Regions from separate parts of the Hordeum vulgare genome. Here region 1 is linked to region 2. Evidence: chromatin contacts called from public Hi-C data. All regions are on one chromosome and are shown on one strand. Each heading gives the region's core, a stretch centred on a gene start, on an enhancer-like site or on the middle of the called end of the contact. The rest is flanking DNA. Distances are from core to core; before and after follow the strand shown.

Region 1 (4,073 bases), core at 939-3,438, 240 kb after region 2:
CGGAAGCGATAGCCTCTTTATTATTACTAGCAAAAGGGCCCATGCGTTGCAACGGGAGAAAGAAATACCACACGGCACACGCTCTTAATTTATAAAAAATGTCTATAATTTGAGAATTTATAGTTACGATACAAATAAAGATGGTCTTATCCTACAAAAATGCAGTTCAAAATTTCCCAGATCTTCTATTTTAACACGGCTTGCATGTAGATTTAATACATACAAAGAATCAGTCAAGTGACCTTCAGTTTCATCTCTAATCCTGATTTTGTTGACGTGTTCATCCCCAACCCGGATGAGTACCGGTATGAAAGAAAGACGAATAATGACTTATTTATTAAGATTGCACCCTAGATAGTATTTTTATTAAACGTTTAACAGATAAAATAATATCATATTTAAATTCTATATATTTTTCTAATCAAATTCCATGTATAATATGTTAAATTTGAAGTTACGGTTTAAAAGATATGAGTATTTAAAAATATATTTAATATATACTACGAGTTTAATGTCATAAACAGTAAGGGCTTTTTTGTAATATCACCTCGGTGGGTTTTCCAACGGAAGCGATAGCTTTTTTATTATTAGGTAAAGATTATTATTATTATTATTATTATTATTATTATTATTATTATTATTATTAGGTAGGTATAGATAGATATAATACTGATGGGTATAAGTTTCTTTTCGTATGATCATTGTGTCCTTCTATGTTTCTACCGAAGCGGATCCCACGAGATATACGTACGACTTGAGAAGAAGCAACGAGAAATGAGAAAAAGGATAATAATCTGAACGCTGATGATTTTCTGTACACACGTTCACAACCAGCCTTATGAAGGCAACGAACCAAGTCACGAAAGAACGTACTTGTCGGCATACATATCATGTAATGTCAGTCTCAACCCAGCTAGCTAACTACAAGAGATTAACGAACTTTCCGTATGTGCGTGCGCGTGCCGTATACGTGCTAGCGCCACACACGCACGTAACACGTGTGTGTATACGCTGGCTATGCACACATTGACATGGATCCTAAGGAGCCGGACACGCCAAGCCTAGACGGCGCGGCGGCACAGCGGGCACGACGCATGCCGGCACAGCCACCCGTCTATGCACGACAGGTGGAACGTGTGGCGGCACTCCGGCAGGCTCCGCGCCGCCTCGCCGGCCTCGAACTCCTGGAGGCACACGGAGCAGCCGCCGTTCTGCACGGCGGCCTGCTGCTCGGTGATGGTCGTCGCGGGGAGCTCTGCGATGGCGTCTGCAGCCATGCCTTTGAAGGAGGCGGATCCCATGTCAAACATCTCGGAGAGCGTCGGCGGTCCGTCGCTGAATCCGTCGCCCGCGGCGTTCATCTGGCTGTCGACGGCGTTCTGCACTGCCGGGTCCACCTTTTCACGCACCAGACGGCCCGTCAGGAGGCTCCAGATCACGTCAAGCTGAAACCAATTAATCATCATCAGTAACCAATTGCTCCAGTAAGTCAGTCAGGTGTGTAGTTTGTTAGTTGGTCAGGTTTGTATCACGTACCACGTATAGGACGCTCCAGATGGCGGACTCGTCGGAGCGCCACATGGCCATGGACCTGTCGACAACCTCCATGGCCACCACGGCGCCGGAGATGGCACCGATGCCCGCGCCGCGAACGAGGCCGCTCTCCGTCGCCAGCCCAATCATCCCACCCGTGATGGCTCCCAGAATCGTGCCCACTGCAGCAGCAACAACAACACAAGTCGATCAGGAACAGTCGCACGATGTGGATGCCGCCATGCATGTGCACCGTGAAATGAAAGGAAGAAGAAACATGCATGCATGTATGCAACTGACCTGTGGCGAAGATGAAGGTGATCACGCCGCGGACGATCGAGCCGGCCACCCGAGCCGGCAGGCTGGATATGCGCCCCTCGGCCGCGTCCTCCTGGTCCTGGCCCCACAAGAATTCCTCCTGGCCCGAGAAGAATGTTGCTGTGTCGCCGCGAGCCATCGCTGCCTCCATGGTTGCCGCCGCCGGATTACCTTCTCGCTGCGCCCTGCGGATCGATCGGGTGTCGGACAACAAATTGAATCAGAATCAGATGAGGTGAATATATTGCCGCCGCTGGATGATCAGAGGTGTAGAGCTGAATGAAAGAACGAGGAAGGCTTATGTTGGTGAGATCAAAGATTTTGTAGATGATGTAGGAGGGGGGCAGCTCTTATTATATACTAGTGGTACTACTCGTACGCGCTGATTAATTAGCCCAAGACTCGTGGCTGGCCGAAAAATGGATTAGCCAGCTAACTGGAGGGAGGACATGTTGCGTGCACATGGCTTGCCAGCTCACCGTCCGCGACCACTGATTTTTCATTATGCAGACAACCTAGGCCAATCACACGTGTCAGATATCCCACGTGGCGCACGAACTAGCTCGGCGTAGCAGCCTACGTGGCGGAGAGAGTCCAGGGGAAAGAGAAAATAGAGAGGCGGGAAACAAGGCAATCATTCATAAATGCTAACGGACCGAGCCCATCCGGCACGCCGGTGATGGCAACGTGCCAGTTGCCCCCGCCTTCACCCGCTCCATCTCTTAACGGCTAAGCTTCCCTCTTCGGGCACTACTCAACGCAACAGCTGCTTCCAAGCCAACTCCGAAACTTCTCCTCACTCCATGACTGCGTGACGGGTGCAGCCGTACGTGTTACGGACCAAGAGAGAGGGGGAGAAATATGTGTTTGCTTTTCTCTCTCACCGAACGCGCGGAGTCATCTTGGAAAATAAAACGTGCTTTGTTAGTAATCAGATGATAAATGTCACACGTGTGACAGGAAGTATTCTCGCACTAGTGATTTTCAAAACTAAAGTTACCATAAAAAAGAAAATGAAAACTGAAACTTGCCCATGAACAAAATATTATCGACAACTAAAATTGTCATCCTCATGTCACCAAATTTGTCATAAAAAACGTTTTATCATGTGTTTGTGTCACGATTTGTTAGTAGTATTAGGCATTTCCAATGCATCATATCTTAACCTATGTCATATATACAATAAATATCTTAACCTAAATACTTCCTTCGTCACGGTTTAGAAGACGTGCATGCAAATTCTTTAAGACCTAGGTGGTTATTGATTAGCTGTGAAATGAGTTAAAAAATAAAATTCACACTACGCATGCATATAAAAGTAGTACAACAGAGCACTAATTAGCTACTAGGAGTAAATGTAACGTGCCTTAATCTTTGTCTATTTAGGAAACGCACACAAGTCTAACTGTGCCTTCTAAACCGTGACGGAGGGAGTACAATATAGTCCTTCTAAAGATTTCAATACGGATTACGAAACAAAATAAGTGAATCGACATTTTAATATATGTCTATATATGCGGATATTCAATTTGGCTCCAGGAAGCATATGCTCCTGCGTGTTAAAAATGTATTTTACAAATGTTATTTAAAAGAAAAAAAAATATATGTGTTTGTTGTAACACTCAAAAGGCACATGCAAATTTACAGGTGAAAAACTTAAGTGTTTTGGTCTGTGCAAAATGAGCAAATCGAACATGAAATGTTACCTCCAAATGTTACATTTAATTTTATTTTTTTCACCAACGAAGCACTGCTATATCATATGGCATGAAAATTGGCAAGCACACTTGCCACACTAATATGAACATTTACAAAAAAAATGCAGAATTTTTAAAACTTATTCACTATTTATTTTAATTTTACTGTTTATTACGGAGCATATGCTCCCCAGAGCCAAAAATCCACGTCCCTATATATGTCCGTACATAGTCCGTGTAGAAATCTCTACAAGGGATTATATTTTCAAATAGAGGGAATATTTAGATCAAACTTACACAATGGGTTATATTTGACTCGCTTCTGTGCTGTTAATTGTTGCTAGGTGGTCTACGGACCTGAATGCGTTTTCTTCACTTTTGATGTTTAGTACCATAATAGTGATGAATAAATCAAAAGCTTTTTCACACAGAAATGTGTTTTGTGAGAGAAGCTAGGTTGTCTTGCTTCCTGTAAAAAAATCTAAATCTAGATTAAGATAGAGTAAAACTATATTTCCTTTAATA
Region 2 (4,307 bases), core at 1,321-3,820:
TTGCTGATTTTATTTACTTCATATCATAGGTGCTATACACCAGCTTGGATTAATGAAGTCCCTGGCCGTATCAGCCCCAATGATGGCCATGAAGTTACGGAAATGAGAAACAAGTGCTTTTGAAAGTTCTATCCAGGTCAAGAGGATTTCAAAACCATCAAGAAGGAATTTGCTGATTTTGCTCTTTTCATGAATGCCTACGAAAACCCAGATTCTATTGAAGATAGAGCTGATTTTGAACCTAAACAATGGTTGCGCACTCATGGAGTCAGCACAAAGCTATTGAAAAATTTAGCATGGAAGGTACTTGGGCAGCCTGCATCCTCCTCTTGCTGTGGAAGGAATTGGAGCACATATGGTTTCATCCATAGTGCTGCAAGAAACAAGCTAACACCTGATCGAGCTGCTGATTTGGTGTACACACACAACAACCATCGCCTTCTTTCAAGGAATTCTCAAGCATATCAAACTGGGCCAAGCCGAATGTGGGATGTTGGGGGAGATGGAGTTGAGACTTCTGCTGGTGTTGGCATGCTTGAATCTGCAGATCTTTCACTTGATGGACCAGAATTGGAGGAGGAAATCATTTATTCTCTCACTTGAGTTTGAGTCTACTGCCATTCACTCCATGAGAGAATGAGATCATCAGTCATTCTCTCCATTTATGTTTTAATGTTATGTAATGTACTTATGAACTGCCTATTTCCCATTTGAACTGTTTGAGACTCTGCGGCCATCTGCCCATCTGAACCTTGTTATGCTCCTATTTGTCATGTTCTTAGTGGGGACTGCTAGACTATGTCTATGTGAGCTTGTCAATTTGTTATTGTTTGTATTTGCAATACGGTGTTGAGATTGTTAAACCATTCTGCAATTAGGAGCTCAAATGGCATTGCAAATTGGGTAAGCAAAGCAAACATCTTTCCTGTTTTCATGTGATTGTATAGTCCTCCGGTTATGTGTTCTACTCTTCTAATCTTCTTTACTGTTTGATGTGTTCTGCAAGACGCAACTTGCAATGACATGGGGGACAAGGATCAATCAAGCACTTGACAAAAGAGACAACGAATGGGGCAGTATTCTCTATTCTACTCTCTTTCTCTTTAATTTTCTGTATTAACTCTATATTAAATGGCATATATTTATTTTATTTTATATATACCGACCATATCCCCAAATGGCTGTTTTTGGAAAATGATGTGTTCCGTATCCCCGTATGTGTACCCCTGCCTTTCCATCCCCGTGTCCGTGCTTTTTAGACCTCTATTGTCGCACAGCCCACTGCTCCTCAGCTAGCAGTAGGCGGTTACCGCCCTGGCTAGATCCATCCAGCCTATGTTGTACCTCTGCCGCGTTGAACCATCTCCTTAGCTCCTCGATGGAGAACATAGAGTGGTCGATTGGGGTCTGTGTAGAGAGCGACATGCGAGTAGTGCGGCGAGACAGCCCAGAGAAATTTCTCTGAGGCTTCTTCCTGCAGTTCATCACCAAGTACTGCTAGATTGTTCATAATTCCATTAAGCCATAGAGCAAAATCATCGAAGAAGCTGCGGAAGTTTGAGTAGTGTGTAACTAGTCAACGGTATGAATCAGAAAAGCTCATCCGAGTGCATAACTCAATATGATGGCAACATAGTAAGGAAGTAAGTGCACAGGTATTTGGCACTGCCTCTACCATTACCATCTTGATTTCCTCTAGACTAATGAAGGCCAGAATTGTTCTCTGACGGTAGAAAAGCATAGAAATTCTCCTCTTTCGCATTGACAGAAAGAATGACATTGTCTTAATGAAACGAGCTGTGCATAATGACTTGATCAAGAAATATAGAGAGATCCAGAGCCCTCACCTAGCAGGTTTCTCGGTAGCCAGCCGCATCCCGTTCCACGGGAAGTTTGCCCCCTTTTCGTCAGCTTGTTCATTCGGCCTGGCACGACGTCCCCTCCTCTTATTCCCCAGCCTCCCAGGGTTCCCATACACGACCTTGCCGCATCCGGCCCTGGAGAAGCCCTCCCTCTCGTCCTCCATCCAATGTTTCCCCTTCCCCTCCCTCTCCCCCTCAACCTCTGCCCCTTCCACAACCTTCCTCCTCGCCGCGGCTGCGCTGGCCATCCGCTCCCTCTGCCCGAGGATCGCGCCGATGGGGAAGATGTCGGGGGAAACGGAGAGCGGGGCCTGAAGAGTGACGTAGGCCTTCTTGTAGTCTGGCTTGGCGGCGAGGAAGGATCCCCGGCGGATCTTCTTGCCATCCATGTTGAGGGTGCGGACTTCGGCGACGGAGAAGCCGTACATGGACTCGAGACAGCGGCGGATGTCGACCTTGGAGGCGGAAGGGACGGTCCTGACAGCGAACTCCTGGACGGAGGATAGGGGGGACGGGGGGAGCATGAGCTTGATGGGGAGGTTGGCGAAGTGGAGCACGCGGCGGCCCAGCCTGCTACCCATGGCTGGATGCGGCGGCGAAGGGTGAAGGGTGGTAGGCGGAGGAGGACGTAGGGTTTAGACTTCAGAGAGTGAAAAATGGTTCGGGTTCTGCGGCTCAGGCGATGGACTCGGGAGTCGGGACAAGAGAAACTATTGGGCTTGGTTCGGCTGTAGCGACCAAAAATGAGACAGAGGAAACCTCGCATGAAGGGAGGCACGAGATGAGCCGGCCCAGGCGCACGGGAGGCCACAGCCTTGTTTCTTTGTTTTCCTTTCACGTTTTCTATTTTTATTTTCTACTTTATTTTTATTTATTTTTCGAAATACGCATGAGTGTGCGTACTATTTACTTTATTTTATAATAAGATGGCTGATCTATTTATTTCATATTTTTTTATACTCTCAAATACTATAAGACAAATATTTAAAAAAAATTACGTAAAAACATATGAAACTATGTTAATCAAATAATTAAAAAGTGTTAAATATGTGTAGAGAAAATATTTCTTATGTATACAAAAATCTAATGTGTATGTAAAAAATTGATCATGTATTTAAAAAATATAATCAAGCATTTAAAAAATGTTAAAATTATCTGAAAAACATTTGAAATATATGAATGTGTAAACGAAAAAATTTACCATCTATTAAAAATATATTAATCAATAATAAGAAAAATTTAAAATATGTGTAGAAGAATATTGACCATGTATTCAAAAATATATATTTGGAAAATGTTACTCCATTCACATATATAGGGCCTAATACGATTTTTGAGGTTGCCTTTGACCATTGACAAAATTAACAATGCATGAGATGTACGATATCGAAATTATTTCCTCCCTTTCATAATATAAGAGTATCTTTTACACTGGTATAGTGTAAAAAACACTCTTACAATATAAGACGTAGGGAATATATCATTAGAAACTCCTTTTACATGCAAATCTAATTACATGCTTTATGTAACACGCATGTCATATATTATTCCTCTAACCTATACCTGGCCATTCATCGGACCAGGCCGAGCTTGCCCAAAGTAGAAACCCCAGGCCCGGGCCTAACCCGGCCCGATTGCCATGCGTAGAAAAATGATCTACCACTCAAATGTAATGTTAGCGCCATTTAAAAGATGTTCCCATGTTTCAAAACAATACTTATGATATTTTTCTCAAAACAAATATACAATTTAGTTTTTTTGGACTTGTGAGTTTAAAAGATGTTTTATATCATTCAATAAAATGTACTCCCTCCGTCGCAAAATTCTTGTCTTAGGTTTATCTGAAAATGGATGTATCAAAATACTAAAACGTGACTACATACATTTATATCTACACAAATGAAAGACAAGAATTTTAGGAAGGAGGGAGTATGTTGCAGTTAAAAAATGTTGACACATTTCAAAAATATGATTATGGCATTTAAAACAAATGCTAATATAATGTAAAATATTGTTTGCATAATGTAAAAAAATCCTGCCACTAAAATAATGTTGAATGTATTCTAAAATGTTTAACCCTTATTCAAAAACAATATCTAAACATGTATTTAAAAATGTTCAACGTGAACCTAAAAATGTTAAACATGTATATGACAAATTTACGTATTTTGAAGAATTAACAAGTATTTGAAAAAGGAAACAAAAATAAATGTAAAAACCCAAAAGTCGATAACACATATAAAAGAAAAGAACCATAGGGGCCATCACAGGCAAGGGGAAGTGGTGAGGTCACCGGCAGAAGGACAGGGAAATAAGATCGCTCCTGGGTCCCCTCTTTCCTTCCGCGGAGAGTTCGAGCGCATGGGTGTGCCAGCCTAATTTTTTAGAACCGCCACACACCAAGTTTTATCCTCAATAATGGGAAAAACAATTCTATAGATTAAA

Evidence for each region. A called contact is a pair of places that touch in the nucleus more often than the background predicts.
Region 1: a Hi-C map of seedling shows a contact between it and region 2, with 5 times the contacts expected there. The contact joins the promoter of LOC123410396 here to the promoter of LOC123407722 in region 2. A contact is called at or near these places in 1 of 6 Hi-C or Micro-C datasets (seedling) and 1 of 1 datasets of contacts at active chromatin or transcription factors (embryo).

Annotation. Positions count from the first base shown.
Region 1 is chr7H:240,307,305-240,311,377 of MorexV3_pseudomolecules_assembly, forward strand. It overlaps LOC123410396 (NEP1-interacting protein-like 1), which reads right to left and starts at 2,189. Exons shown (of 3, transcript XM_045103333.1): 1 at 1,834-2,189; 2 at 1,537-1,715; 3 at 776-1,445. The coding sequence starts at 2,002. The coding sequence ends at 1,062.
Region 2 is chr7H:240,071,336-240,075,642 of MorexV3_pseudomolecules_assembly, forward strand. It overlaps LOC123407722, which reads right to left and starts at 2,571. Exons shown (of 2, transcript XM_045100917.1): 1 at 1,848-2,571. The coding sequence starts at 2,443. It overlaps LOC123407723 (a long non-coding RNA gene), which reads right to left and starts at 1,338. Exons shown (of 2, transcript XR_006612664.1): 1 at 1-1,338.